2 separate regions of the Sus scrofa genome follow, and region 2 is linked to region 1. The links are chromatin contacts, called in public promoter capture Hi-C maps. All regions are on one chromosome and are shown on one strand. Each heading gives the region's core, a stretch centred on a gene start, on an enhancer-like site or on the middle of the called end of the contact. The rest is flanking DNA. Distances are from core to core; before and after follow the strand shown.

The links. Promoter capture Hi-C pulls out the DNA fragments that hold promoters and counts their contacts.
Region 2: a contact with region 1 is called in a promoter capture Hi-C map of liver, with 3 times the contacts expected there. The contact joins the promoter of MIGA2 here to the promoter of KYAT1 in region 1. A contact is called at or near these places in 2 of 5 promoter capture datasets (fetal liver and liver) and 8 of 47 Hi-C or Micro-C datasets (embryonic fibroblasts, epiblast stem cells, heart right ventricle and 3 more).

Annotation. Positions count from the first base shown.
Region 1 is chr1:269,206,129-269,212,771 of Sscrofa11.1, forward strand. KYAT1 (kynurenine--oxoglutarate transaminase 1) reads right to left here and starts at 3,425. Exons shown (of 13, transcript XR_002337758.1): 1 at 3,294-3,425. It overlaps LRRC8A (volume-regulated anion channel subunit LRRC8A), which reads left to right and starts at 3,532. Exons shown (of 4, transcript XM_001928850.6): 1 at 3,532-3,645.
Region 2 is chr1:269,332,989-269,340,401 of Sscrofa11.1, forward strand. MIGA2 (mitoguardin 2) reads left to right here and starts at 1,950. Exons shown (of 17, transcript XM_001928959.6): 1 at 1,950-2,058; 2 at 4,994-5,232; 3 at 6,353-6,563. The coding sequence starts at 5,137.

The DNA of each region.
Region 1 (6,643 bases), core at 2,175-4,674:
TGTGGGTGCAGGCAAACAGAATTAAAAAAAAAAAAATAGAGGCACACTTGGTATTTGGCTTGAGTCAGTTTTTCTTTCTTTTCTGGCTGTGCCTGCAGTACTCAGAAGTTCAGGGCCAAGGTTCAAACTTGCTCCACAGATGCTTAACCCGCTGAGCCACCAGGGAACTCTCCTGAGTCAGTTCTTTACTGGGCAGGTCTATATGGTGCTGGAAAGATGCTGTAGGTGCCCCCCCCCACTTACTGAGAAAACACAATCCATGGCACTTTTAGAATAGGAGCCTAGGGAGGGCGGACCAGGTAAGACCAGTCTGTTACGCCAGCAGCCACAGATGATGAAAGCCTGGATTTATAACTTAGATAAAACGTCCCAGTTCCACTCTGAACTAGCGACAGGACCTTGGTTGTGTCATACCAGGCTCAGCTTTCTCATCTGTACAATGGGGACAATAATAATGCAATCACCCCCCCAAAAGCATTTAGCACAGATCCTGGCCCACTTAATCTTTCAGTGACAATAAGCTATTAACATGGAAACCTCTAAAGCTTTCCATAAAAATCAGTTAACCAAACAGAACAAAAAAATCTCTCGCAGATAATGAATCCTGATTTTTTTGTCTGTTTCTTTGGGATCTAAAAACACAGACTCCCTGTAGGACAAGTGTCTGGTGAAAACTTGTCAAATCTGGAAGTTGTCTTGTGGCTCAGAGGGTTAAGGATCTGGTGTTGTCACTGCAGTGGCTTGGGTTGTTGCTGTGGCGTGGGTTCGATCCCTGGACCAGGAACTTTCACATGCTGAGAGCTTGGGCAAAAAGCCCCAACACTTGTCCAGTCAATGGTTCTCCCCTAAGGGAGGTGACAGCCTGTCTGAGGAACTATAACAAGTTCACTGACTTACACATAGTTCCTCTTGGCTTTCAAACTGGCAAAGGAGAAATGGCTTCTGGAGCCCAGGGCACAGGTTTGGTGGGTAGGGATCTCAAATGAGATTCCAGTAGGCAGCCCACTCCTTCCTCCTCCTGGCATGGGATCAAGCTCCAAAATCAAAATCTCACTCTGTAGGGCAGTTTTACACATGGCAGAAAAAAGTAATGAATGCATCTAGGTTTCATGCCAGGATGAGAGAGAGTCCTGTCAGTTTTACAGATGGAGGAACTGAGTCTCAGATGGGGAAAGGACTTACCCCAAAATCCAAGGCCTAGGAAAGCAGAGAAGGGCCCCCAGCTGTGAAGCCAAAGCTTGTACCACTCTCTGGTACAAGAATGAGGGAGTGAGATGAGCATTTGGGAAATATTTCAGGAAGCTGGCAGTGCCATCTGGGAGTGGGATGTGGCCCCACGTCTGTTAGGTCAGGAGTGACTTTGGCCTCCTGGCTACAGAAATGGGGGGATCACACTCAGCTAGATGTCCCAGCACACAGGCAATCTGATAACCCTGGGACTTTGCCATATTGACACCTTTGCTCCATGGGCAGAGTGTCTGCGTCAGCAAGCTGGATGCCACTCTAGGGGCCAAAGGAATGGGAGGGGGACATCAGAGGGAAAGATTTCTCATTGCTAACTCTCTGTTATTTATTTATAACATGCAGAAGTACCCAGCATGCAGAAGTACCCAGGCCAGGGAGTTCCTGCTGTGGCTCAGAGGGTTAAAATGTGACTAGTATCCATGAGGAGGTGGGTTCCATCGCTGGCCTCTCTCTGTGGGTTAAGGATCCGGCATGGCCGTGAGTTGTGGCGTAAGTTGCAGAGGTGGCTGGGATCTGGCATGGCTGTGGCTGTGGTTAGGCTGGCAGCTGCAGCTCTGATTCAACCCCTAGCCTGGGAACCTCCATATGCTGCAAGAGTGCTCCCCCCTCCCCGCAAAAAAAGAAGTTCCCAGGCCAGGGATCAAACCCAAGCCACAGCAGTAACCAGAGCCACAGGAATGATAACACCAGATCCTTAACCTGCTGTGTCACCAGAGAGCTCCTGGGCAACTTTAAAAAAAATTGAAGTATAGTTGATTTACAATGTTGTGGTGGGCAACTTTCTTCACTTCTCTGCACTTACTGATCTGTAAAATGGGGCTAATTGGCATGTAAAGCAGGCCAGGTGGGAGCACTCAGCGTCAGTCATTGTAGTTAGTTCTACAGGAGGGGACATGGAGGCTCTGGGAGGTATGTGCCTGGTCCAGAGTCTCAAGGCTGGAAGAAGCAAGTCTTGGGCTCCAGATTGGGTTCTGGGCTCCAAAGCGCGCTTCTCTTCATTCTACACTATGGTTGTCTCCTGACCATTCCAGCCAATAAACAGTTACTGGATTCTGCTGTGTGTCAGGTTCCAAGTGAATTGTGTGGTTGATAACAAAACAAAAACAAACAAACAAACAAAAAGGCTTCTCAAGAGGGGGATAAGCAAGAATGATGGCATTAGTGTAAACTCCTCCAGGGCTCAAATTCCAGCTTTTTCATTTCCTGGCTATGCGACATTACTAAGGTCCCTAATTTCTCAGCCTGGTTCCTCCCGTAATGGGGAAATACAAGACCTTCCAGCAGGAGAGCTGAAAGCACGCACCTGTCAGCCCTAGATAAACCAGAACCGGTCATTATTCTCATCTTCCCACTTTATTTTTAACCAACCTGTGCACTCGGTAGTAAATTCTTCCCCCATGTCCAGATCCCCAGGATCCCGGTTCTCCTGTTCGAGGCCACCCCAGTGAACAACTTCTCTCGCATTTATTTGACAAGGCGGCTGGTTCACACACCCGCAGACACCCGTACCCCTCCCCACAACACGTTCTTTCAAAACAATCGGTAGTATGATTAACGCTGTTCTTTTCGCTCCTTCCTTTTCCCATCTAAGTTATCTTGGAAGTCGTCCCATATTAGTGCGTATTGAACATTTTTCTTTTTAGTGGAGGCACTGTCTTTCAATGTACGGATTCTGTCTTAACGTGGTTGCCGTTACTATTATCAATCTGGATACTCCGAGGGCTCGGGATCCATAGAGCTGGAGTCCGGCACCCCGTTCCAGACCCGGCTCTGCTCAGATTTCGTCCAGTTGCATTGGGTTCTCTCTTCCCCACCGACTGCTGGGGGTGGGGGAGTGGGGGATGGGGGTGCAGAGAGGATCAGCCCGGAAGGTCCCTGTGTCCGAGTGCGGGTCAGCGAGAAGCGCGCGCAACGGCTCCCGGCTGGGTCAACCTTTCAGCGCAAACGAAGCGAGGGGTCTGGCACAATCGAGCTCGGAACCAGTTACCAGGCCCTCCCGCCACGCCACCTGACTTCGGGGCAGCAACGCTCAGGCAGCAGCTACTCACCCCCGCCTCGGCCGCTTCACCCTTCGTCCCCAAGCCGGCAAGGTTACAGCAGTCCCTGTCCCTTTAAGGGGGCCGAACCCCGGCTCCGCTACTTCCGCCCCAAAGCAACATGGCGCCAGCAGGGAGAGGAGGAGGAGGTGAAGGCTTGGAGACTGCGCCCCTCAAAAAGATGGCAACACCCTGGCCGCCGCGTTCGCGCCCGACGGTGACGTCACTTCCGGGGCGGAGGAGGCTGAGTGGTGCAGTGAGGGACAAACAAAAGGAGGCGCCGGAGGGGCGCTGCAGCCGGCGGCGGGACGGCGAGGCGGGGGCTCGGAGCTGCCGGCTGGGCGGCCGGGCGCGGCGGGCTCAGGTAAGAGAGTGGGGAGGGGAAGGGGGCACGAGCTGTCACCTCTCGAAATCCACTCCTATACGTCCCCGGCCAGCTGTCCGGCCCCGGGCGCCCTGGACAGGTCGGGTTCTGCCCGCCGGGGCCGGCTCCCTGGAGGCCTCCTGCCGCAGCTCAGTTCGGCCTTCCTCCGGGTTCCCCATCCCCGGGGTCGCTGGGGCCCCCACCCTCTCCGCGGTGCCGCGGCGCGCGAGCCCCCTCCCAGGCACCCCAGTGCCTCCTTGCGCTCTACATACCGGGAGTTTCCGCCTCGGCTCCCCCAGGTCCCCTTGTCATCCCCTGGGTTCCCCCAGATCCTCACCCCTCCACACACACATACCCCCTTCCTAGAGGTTCCACCTCTGGGATCTCTTCTTGGTAGTTTTTTTTTTTTTTTTCGTTTTCAAAAAAGCCCCTTCTCCTGGGCTTCTGACACCCCCCTCTTTCCTGGACCCCTCCCTCTCCTTGATCCGGCGGGAACTGTGCCCTGATCTGGGGCAGATCCCTGGCTAGGTTCTTGGGGGCTCTCTGGACTGAGATTCCTGGGAAACCTGGTCCAGGGTCCGAGGCTCTGGACCCTACAGATGTCCTGTGCATCCAGATGGGCGGGAGAGCCAGGTCTGATGAGGTCCAGGCTGGAGGTCCAGCAAAGTTGGCTCCCAAGGTGAAGGAGCTGAGCTGCCGGCATTTGAGGTTCATGATGATTCTGCTCCTTTTGTAGACTGCTTCTTTCCCCTGGTCTGGACTGGAGTGAACCAAGATTGAGCTGGTTCTTAGCTGATGCAACTGCTGCCTTTTTTGGGAAGAAGGAGTGGTGGTTGGGGGGTGTCTGGCAACCTCCTCCTGCTGGAGATTTGGCTGGAGAGGGGGGCAGCCCTTGGTGACCACACTCCTCCTTGATGGAGGCTTCCCTACCCCCCAGGAACCTTTTGAGGATGAAGAGGGAGAGAGCTTGATGAGGGAAGGGGAATTTGGATCTCAACTACAGAGGAAGGCTGGGACAGCTGAAAAGCTCCCAAAGGCCTCTCCCACCTTTTCCATTACGAGTGCTTTTTACCCCTGCCAAACTGTATCCTGCCCTCTGAGCAGACCGTCTGGCAGACAGACAGACTGGAGGCAGGAGGAGGAGGTCCGATGCTGTGATCCTTCCTGTGGAGGGACGGGGCAGTGGGAGTTTGTTCAGAGGAACTGGGCAGTGCCTGTGGCCCAGTCACACTGGCATTGCTTCCATGAAGGTCACGTTTTCTTCTGGCTCACAAGGGGAGGGAAGGACAGCTGACTGGTGCCAGAGGACTGGCTTTTGGAGAGGTGCTGGGGTAGGAATACTGACCGCTGCCTCCCTGTCTCCCAGTTTTAGCCATTCTTTGGGGTTAGCTTGAATGCCCCTCGCCTTCCAGGGGCTGTGGGCCACAGAGCAAGGGCCCGAGAAATGTTCATGACTTCCCCCAGATGCTCCATCCCCGGGACACACCTACTAGGAAGCCGTTTCCTCTGCACACTTTCAGTGGCCTTTCTGGACTGGGGTGGGGGTGGGGCGTGGGGTGGACTGCCCCTGTAGGTCAGGACTCAGGTCAGAACTCGGCCGGACCTTGGGTTGCTGCCTGGCTTGGTCTGGACCTCGCCTCTAGGAGGTGGAGGAAAAGAATCAGCCTGGTTCCTGACGCCCTCTCCCGAGAGTGGAGGTGATGGATTTTTCCAGGCTGATGGTCTGAGACCTCGTGGGGCGTCAGCTAGATTGGAGGTGGGGCCCTAAAGCCCAGCACAGCATCGTTCTGTCCCTTGACTCATTCATTCATTCCCTCAGCCATCCTTTGGTAAGGGCCTGGCCTGGGCCGGCAGTGGTACTAGGAGAACAGAGTCACTGGCCACGGTCTGGGAGGAGAGGCAGGCAGGAGAACGTTGATACAGCGGCCGGCATAACACTAGCAATGTTCCAGAGGCAGCCAGAGGACGAGGACTTAGCTGGGGTGAATACATAGGGGGAGGTCAGCTAGTGTTTCCTGCAAGAGGAAGGGTTAGGAGACTCCTCTGCCAGGGAGTCTAGAGGCCTGAGTTCTGGGCCCGCCTCTGTCCCGGACAAGTGACAGGACCTCTCAGCCTCCGGGTTGTGGGGGCGGGGGGGATCCCACTCCTTGCTGAGGGGGGTGGAGGTGGAGGCCGGCTCCCCTGGCTTCTGTTCCTCTATAGCCCCTGGCGCTTCACTGCCTAGCTGTCATCACCCTGTGCAGTATTGCCCCGTTGTTGACTGGCTCCCTGTGAGGCTGGGGACCGTCTCCTGCCTCTTTCCCCCAGCCTAGTGTCCACCATCAAGTAGCTGTGATACCTGCTCAGTGGTGTCAATGGCTGGAAGGCTCCACAGTCCCTTTGTGCAGCCGTGTCCATTCCCCCCCCAACCCCTTGCTCCCTTCCCGCTAATGCCTCCTTATCCTTTGGCCTTCCCTGCCTGATGGCTGGGTCATGCTTCCAGTTCCTGGCTGGTTTGGGCTGCCCCAGCCTGTAGTCCGATTGCACCTCTCTCTCTCCTACCCAGCTTGTCTTGTTCACTCTTGTGGACCGTTCTGAGCAGACTGCCTGGCATGTAGTAGGTGCTCACTAAATGCTTCTTAACTACAGGTGATGGCTGGCTTTTGTGTTTGCGTGGACGTTGTATGTCTGGGCCGGGGCCATGTCTCTGCCCGGATCCAGCTCACCCCGCTGTAGCTGACCTCTCCCCACTTCCGCCTCCAGTCCCAGATCTGGCCAGGCTGGACCGCTCAGCGCTCTCTAGATGTCCTCTTCTCTCCCCTCCAGGCAAACATGTGCCGTTCCTTCTGCCTGGAATGCTCTTTCTCAGCTCCCGCTCTTCCCCAGGAGTCAGCTCAGGCAGCGCCCGACCCTGCTAGCCTGGGCCTAGTGCTTCTGCTTTGTGCCATAGGGTCGGGGCTGCCCCAGCAGGGTCCCGGATGCTCAAGAGCCAGTTGTGACTGTTGATTTGGCATCTCCG
Region 2 (7,413 bases), core at 700-3,199, 130 kb after region 1:
GGGGCTTGGAAGGGGCTCGTTGCCTGTTTCCACCGCTCTTGTGGAAGGCTATCTCTAGGCTTCCTCTTCTAACCCAGGTGTGAGCCCTTTTCCTGAACTGATAAACTTTCCTCTCTGCTCTGTCCCCTGGATTCCTGGCTTTATCTCCTTGCACTTGCACCAGTTCCCCATCACCTACTGCCTGCCTGCGCAGGGTAAGCTTCAAGGCACCTGTGGGCTTATTAAAAATCCAGACCCTGGCCTTACTCCCAGCCCTGGTTCTCTCAGTGCAGTTGGGGCCTGGCAGGTGGAGTTTTGAAAAGCTTCCAGGTGACTTAAATGTGTACCCTAGGTTCAGAACTATTGATCTTCATTATTATCTACTTGGAGCCACCATCAACTTTCATATCACACACCTGCAGTTATCATCTCTAGTGGTTTGTTTTTTGGCCGTATACACTGCATGTGGGTACAAACCCTTAACCTGTTATGCCACAAGGGAACTTCCTCTATGTGTTTTTTTGTATGTGTTTCTCTGTCTTCACTATGTATTTCTATTCATCTCTCTTGATAAATTGACTTATTTACCAGTGTCAGCTTATAGCTGACTATGTGATTCCTTTAGCCAGCATCCAGCCATATCATCTTTCAACAGCCATAAATCGATATAGTAATATGCTCATTCACTTGGTATCCACATGTTAAAGAAAAAAATATTCATGATACCTGTTGGAGTTCCCGTCGTGGAGCAGCGGAAACGAATCTTACTAGGAACCATGAAATTGTAGGTTCAATCCCTGGCCTCGCTCAGTGGGTTAAGGATCCAGCGTTGCCATGAGCTGTGGTGTGTAGGTCGCAGACGAGGCTCGGATCTGGCCTTGCTGTGGCTCTGGTGTAGGCTGACACCTGTAGCTCCAATTAGACCCCTAGCCTGGGATCCTCCATGTGCCGCGAGTATGGCCCTAAAAAGACCAAAAAAAACCCAAACCAAAACAAACAAACAAACAAAAAAAAATGGTAAGGACCAAGAGAGGCTACTGCGGTGGAGGTTTTGCAATAGAGAGAGAGATTGGGCTCAACTCCAAACACAAGGACAGGTGGAGCTTCATAGCCAAGCAGAGTAGGGGTCATTGGATGGAAAATGACTAAGAAGGAACACGGAGGCTAGTGAAATTCTTGCTGAATGCCGGCCAGGTGATAAGATATTGAGGCTATCTTCCCCTGTGGCTCAATGGGTTCAGGATCCATCCTTGTGGCAGCCGCTGGACAGGTTCATCCCTGGCCTGGGAACTTCTGCATGCCAAAAAGAAAGTGTTCGACAAATATGGAGAATGATCAGGTGATGGGGATTTTGCTAAACTGACTCTGCAGGATTCTTGCTAAAACAGAACCCTACGAGATGGGAAGCTCAAAGTTGAGCCTAGTGGAGCAGAGGGCTCAGAGGCGCCTGACTCAGATTGGTCAAGGAGAAAAGTCCTTATAAGCACTGTGTTAACAGGCATTGGCTCACTTGACTCCCAACTCTCAGGGAGACAGAGAGGCGTGGCGCTTTTGCAAACAACTCCAGAAGGTGGGGTGGCAAGTGTTTAGGATGCTGTGGGAAGTCAGAGATGGTGACCTTGGAAAGTGGGCGCTTGAAGGGCAGGAAGAACTTGTCCGTGTGGGAACCAGCGGAGGTGGAAGAATCAAATACAGGGGCTCAGTCCACCGCCGCTACCTTCTACAACGCCGCTTCGAAACCTGATTGCTCCGTCTCGTCTCTTTAAGAGCGGCCCCGCCCCACTCAGCCATCTGGGTCAATCTAATCCCGATGGCCAATCACAGGAGAAAAAAAAAAGAGCACTTCCGCGCCTCAACCGCACTTAGGGGGCGGAACTGAAGGAACCAAGAGGGTGAGACAAGGTTGGTCACGTGGCTCACCCAATTGGCCCGAGGCCGGGCGGTGCGGAAGAATCCGGCGCCGCTCATTGGCCAAAAGAAGGTCGACCCTGCGTGAGGCCACGCCCCCAGAGGCCCCGAGGTTGGTTGCGCGGGCGCCGGGGAAGGAGACGCTGCCCTTCTGCAGCGATGGGATCCCGGGTGAGTGAGGGCTGAGTGCGCGGGGCAGGCGGGCGGCGCGGCAGGGTCCGGGGCTGAGGCTTGTAGTGAGGGGGATCGGAGCGTACGCGGGGGACTGCGTTCGGGCGCAGGTGTCCCAGCTCAGCCGGACGAGAAGGGCCCAGGTTGGAATGAGCAGGTACTCGGGCCGTGGGCGTCACGAGAAGTGGAACGGAAGGTACCCGGTCCACTGAAGATGTCCGGGCTTGGAACACTTCAGAGATCTAAGCAGGGGCGCAGTACTGGACCCAGGCTGGGCAAGTACCAGGATGGAAGAAGCTGGTGCGTGGGCCGGTGGACGACCCTCAAGGATATTCCGGGTATTGGGGCAAGAAGAGGAGGGGGCCTGACCAGTGGCTGCAAGTTGTCCGGGTTGGAAAGAGCAGATTCCGAAGAAGGGGGTATTGCTGAGGTCCAGCGTGGGAGTGCTCCAAGTCGGTCCTCGTCGGACTGGTGAGGTGTCCTGCCGGGATGAAATGAACTGAGACTGGGCAGCGGGAGCCTCAAGGGAGTGCTTGGGCTGCGGATATTGCTGGGATCAAAGTGGAATGAGGAATGCTCAGGCTAGTGTCATTTATGGGGTAGTTCAGGACAGGGGAGGAGGTACCCAAGTTAGAAAGCGTGGGAATCCAAGCTGAGGGATTATAAGTACCTCACTGGGGGTGGAATGAGGAAATTCTTGCGCAAGGTTACAAGGCAGGAGAGGTGACTTGCCCAGGTGAGGATGGCATTAGGAGTGTCCACATGGTGGAGGACATCGCCATGGGCTTGTCATCATGGGGAAGAGGTGGAGGCATGTTTCATTTGGCTTTGGATCTTGGGGGGGGGTCGTGGATAGATAGGCTATAGTTGGCCTGGATCTGGATCCATCTCTGGCGTGAAGCTGCCTTGAGGCCGGTGGTGTTACCTGGCACCTGCCGCTCTTCTTAGTCGGGGCAGCAGAGGCTGCTCTTGACTTTCCTGCAGGCGCCTGCCAAGCCTCCCAGACCTGTCACACTCCTGAGCATGCGTTCAGGCTCATATTTGTAACTGCATGTGGGCTTCTCTCTTGGGGGCCCAGATGTGGCCATGGAGGGAGAGGTGGCAGTTGTGGCAGGTAGCAGAGGTGAAACACCACAGCCTTGGGGCCCCCTGAGCTGAGGTCGTATCCCAGCTTGGCCATTTACTCCATGACCTTGGTCAGATCGATGACCTTTCGGAGCCACAGTTTCCCCATCCCTGAGATAAACAGTGCTTGTTTTGAGGGTTCTGTGAGTGACTAGACTCAACACCCTCCATGGAGAGCCTGTGCCAAGCCTGGTCTGTTAAAGTAAGTGCTTGGGCGATAACATGCTGATCCTGTGATGTTCTCGTCTCCCTTTGTTCTAGGCTTGGGCCAAGTTGGGAGGGTGAGGGGGGTGGCTTAGGATATTAACCTGAGCCCTGACCACTGGCGGTCACATAACTCAGCTGATAGCCTCCTGGCAGGTTGTCCCCTCCCCTTGGCCACATGAGTTTCCTCAGCCCTAGAACATTGCCTGCTTGCCCCCCCTTGCACATGAGTGTGCGTAGACACACACACACACACACATAAAGAGCCCACCCCAGCCCTAGAGCTAAACTGGTCAGATTGTTCGTGCTTCCCATTCACCGATTAGCCATTTCTTGTGCTTGTCCAGTGACTTTGGCCACCATCCCAGGTAGACAGGGTCTGTCTGGGCTGCACTAATCCTTGTGTTTGAAGTCCCCAGAGATCCTGAGGGTGTCTTAGGTTTGGTGGTGGCAATTGGGGAAGGCTCTGTAGGATCTTGGGGACTGGGTTATGTGTGCTTAAGCCACTTACTTGCTGGCCTTGGAATGGGGCCTTGGGGTACCCTAGGGGTCTCAGGAGACCGCAGGGGAAAGTTGCCCTTGTGGTCTGTGGTTCTGCTAGAGCCTCTGCTTCCTGCTCCATGTCAGATCTGGCAAAAGAGTTGTATTAAACACAGGGTCTAAAGTCTGGTAGGGAGTTCCCCTCATGGCTCAGCGGAAACGAATCTGACTGGTATCCATGAGGATGCGGGTTCCATCCCTGGCCTCGCTCAGTGGGTCAGGGATGCGGTATTACTGTGAGCTGTGGTGTAGGTCACAGATGCAGCTTGGATCTGGCATCGCTGTGTCTGTGGCGTGGGCTAACAACTGTAGCTCGATTCAACCACTTGCCTGGGAACCTCCCTATGCGCCGGGTGCGGCCTTATAAAGCAAAAATAAATAAGTAAATAAGTTAAATAAGCTCTGGTAGATCTTGGTCCAAGTCCTGACTCCACCTCATGTCAGCTGTGTGACCTTGGACTTCTGACTTAACCTCTCTGAGCTTCAGTTCCCTTACTAAAAATTGACTGGGGTGCGAGACGTAGATCACGTCGACGTCACAGAGCTGTGATGATTCAGTGCAATAACGTGTGAGGAACGCAGCACAGACTACCATGCCGTTGGAGGAAAAACCTGCTGTTTTCATCTAGAGTCCACAGGAAGTACAGCACTCTTGGCTTAGTGGGAGGCAGAAAAGATGTAACGATTCTTCCCCAGGGGCCTGGCCCTTTAGAGGCCTGAGATTTTGGTTTAGCACATGGGCCACGGGTTTAGAACCATTGAGAAAGTGTGATATAAAGGCCCAAGTCTGAGAGCGACCCATCCGCTCCCAGGCTCTGGGTCCGCCCTTGGGCCAGCGTGCCAGAGACACTGCCCTCTGCTCCCAAGGCTCAAGGTGCACAGAGGGTCTCTGGGGGCATTTGGCGGCCTTCCTGCTGGCAGGCGCAGCAGGTGGGGGCCTCGGTCCAGGCATGGCACTCCCGACGCAGGCTTTGCTCCCGCCTCGTCCGCCAGGGCACTCTTGCTTGTCTTTCTCTGTGCTCACACGCATGTGCCTTTGTGGCTGACTTGGTCGTCTGTCTCTCAGCTCTGTGGAGGGACCCTCTGGTATGTGCATCCCTGTCTTTTCGGGACGTGGTCGGTGCCTGGGACCCAGCCAGCAACCAGTTGAAGACTTCTCCTTGGAAGCTCTTGGCCCCCAGGGCTCTTGCCCGGGGTGCTGGTCCTGCCATGGCATTCCGGAGGACGGAGGGCATGTCCGTGATCCAGGCCCTGGCCATGACCGTGGCTGAGATCCCTGTGTTCCTGTACACGACTTTTGGGCAGGTAAAGGTCATCGCATCGGGGTTGTGGTCCCGCCCTTTACCCCTCTGGTCCTCGAAACCCTGAGCCACTCATCCCACGGTCCCCCAGCATCTGGGCAGCTGGGCCCTCAGGATTTCTGTCCCAGGCCCTGGTGGCTTTTCTTTGAGCAGAGTACAAAGGCTAGGTTAGGAGTCTGGGGATCCCAGGACTCTGTGGACTGTTGACCTCAGTTTCTCAGTCTATAAAATGGGTCAGTCATGCCCTCCTTGCCCGTCTTAAATGTTTGTGACTGCCCAGGCCTCTTGACACTTCCTGAGGCTCTGCCCTGTGGGAAGCAGCCTCACCCAAGGGGGCTCTGAGTCAGCAGGTGAGGTGAGGGTGGAGCAGGGAGGTGTACGGGGGGACCAACAGGTAGAGGGAACGTCCTTGCCTTCGAGGAGTTGAAACATGGGGTCGGCAGGGAGTTCCATCGTGGCTCAGCGGTAACGAACCCGACTAGTGTCCATGAGGATGCGGTTCCATCCCTGGCCTCGCTCACTGGGTTAAGGATCCAGTGGTTCTGTGAGCTGTGGTGTAGGTCGCAGACGTGGCCCAGATCTGATGTTGTGATAACTGCGGTGTAGGCTGGTGGCTGTAGCTCCGATTCAACCCCTAGCCTGGGAACTTCCATATGCCACGGGTGCAGCCCTAAGAAAAAAAAAAAGACCAAAAAACCCCCCAAAAAACATGGGGTCAGCAGATATGGGTGTGATTTCTGCCTGTCTCACTTTAAGCACGTGTCCTAACCTGTGTGAGCTTCAGATGCCTCACCTGGAAAGTGATGGGTGTTCAGACGGGTAATGCGGGTGAAGTCTTGGTGTGGTACCTGGCGTAGGTGCCTGGTCACTGCAGCTGGTATAAACCTGATGGTGTCAGGGATACCTGCTGGGCTCCAGCTGTGATCTCCTTGGCCAAGCCCTCTTTTACCTCTCTGGGTTCCAGGTTTCAGAGGGGCAAGCCAGGTACCCCCCTGGAGGTGGCTGCCTCTCAGTCCTTCAGGGTCAGGAAATAGCCCCTAAGGGCCTGATGTGTCCCCTGCCAGGTGCTCCCAGGGCAGCTCTCCCAGGGAGCTGTAACCAGCCGCCTCCCTCTTGCCCTGCAGTCAGCATTCTCCCAGCTGCGGTTGACGCCAGGCCTGCGGAAGGTCCTCTTTGCCACCGCCCTGGGGACCGTGGCCTTGGCCCTGGCTGCCCACCAGCTGAAGAGGCGACGGCGGAAGAAGAAGCAGGTCGGCCCCGAGATGGGAGGCGAGCATCTGGGCACGGTGCCCCTCCCTGTCCTCATGGCCAGGAAGGTCCCGTCGGTGAAGAAAGGTAGGTGCGGGGTGGTGGGCGCGGGCCCGACCTGGAGTCGAGTCTCCGTCGGACCCCATATTAGCAGAGCTCTTGGGCTGGTGACATCCTGTCTCCAAGCCGGGTCCCCGTCATTTGTGAAGCAGGTCATTGTAAGGATTTGGTGGGCTTCCGTTGGCACTGGAGGCACGTGTCATCGGAAGCAGTGGTTCTCCTTATCTGAGGACCCTTTGGGAACTCGGGTCCAGAAGGGGGTGCGGGGCGCAGCTCCTCTGTCCAGCAAGGGACGTTCCCTGGTTCCTGAGCCAAGCGCATTCTCCCCATCCCCCCTCCCTTTTTGCGTTAGGTTGCTTTGCATCCGCAAAGATTCACCCCTTGTGCGTACAATTCTATGAGTTTCGGCAAACACAGTCACACAGTCACCACTCCATCTAGAACTGTTACTCCGAATCCCCCCAAGGCCCTTCGTAGGCAGCCTCTCCCCCAGTCCCCAGCCCCCTCGGCCCCTGACCTGTTTTGTGTCTGCTGGTGTGACTTAAACACCTCTTTTGGTCCCGTTGATCTTGTAACCCGGCAACCCCGTGTTTGCCATATACAGATCGTTTTCCAAGGCTGAGTCCTCACAGGCTCTCATCTTGGGAGAAGCCTGTTTTATGAAGCGAAATCTTGTGGAGCGATGAATTTTACTTGGGAATTTTCATTGCAAAAAGGAAGCTTTGTCTTTTCAGTTGGGCAGAGAAGCTTGTAGACTAGTCTAGAACAAGAGCCCAACGTGCCGACAGTGGCTGGGTTTCACGCCCCCCACCCCGAAGCCTGAAACCTGGCCTCGTTTCCATCACAGCCTCTCACTTAACCTGCCCTGAACCAGCAC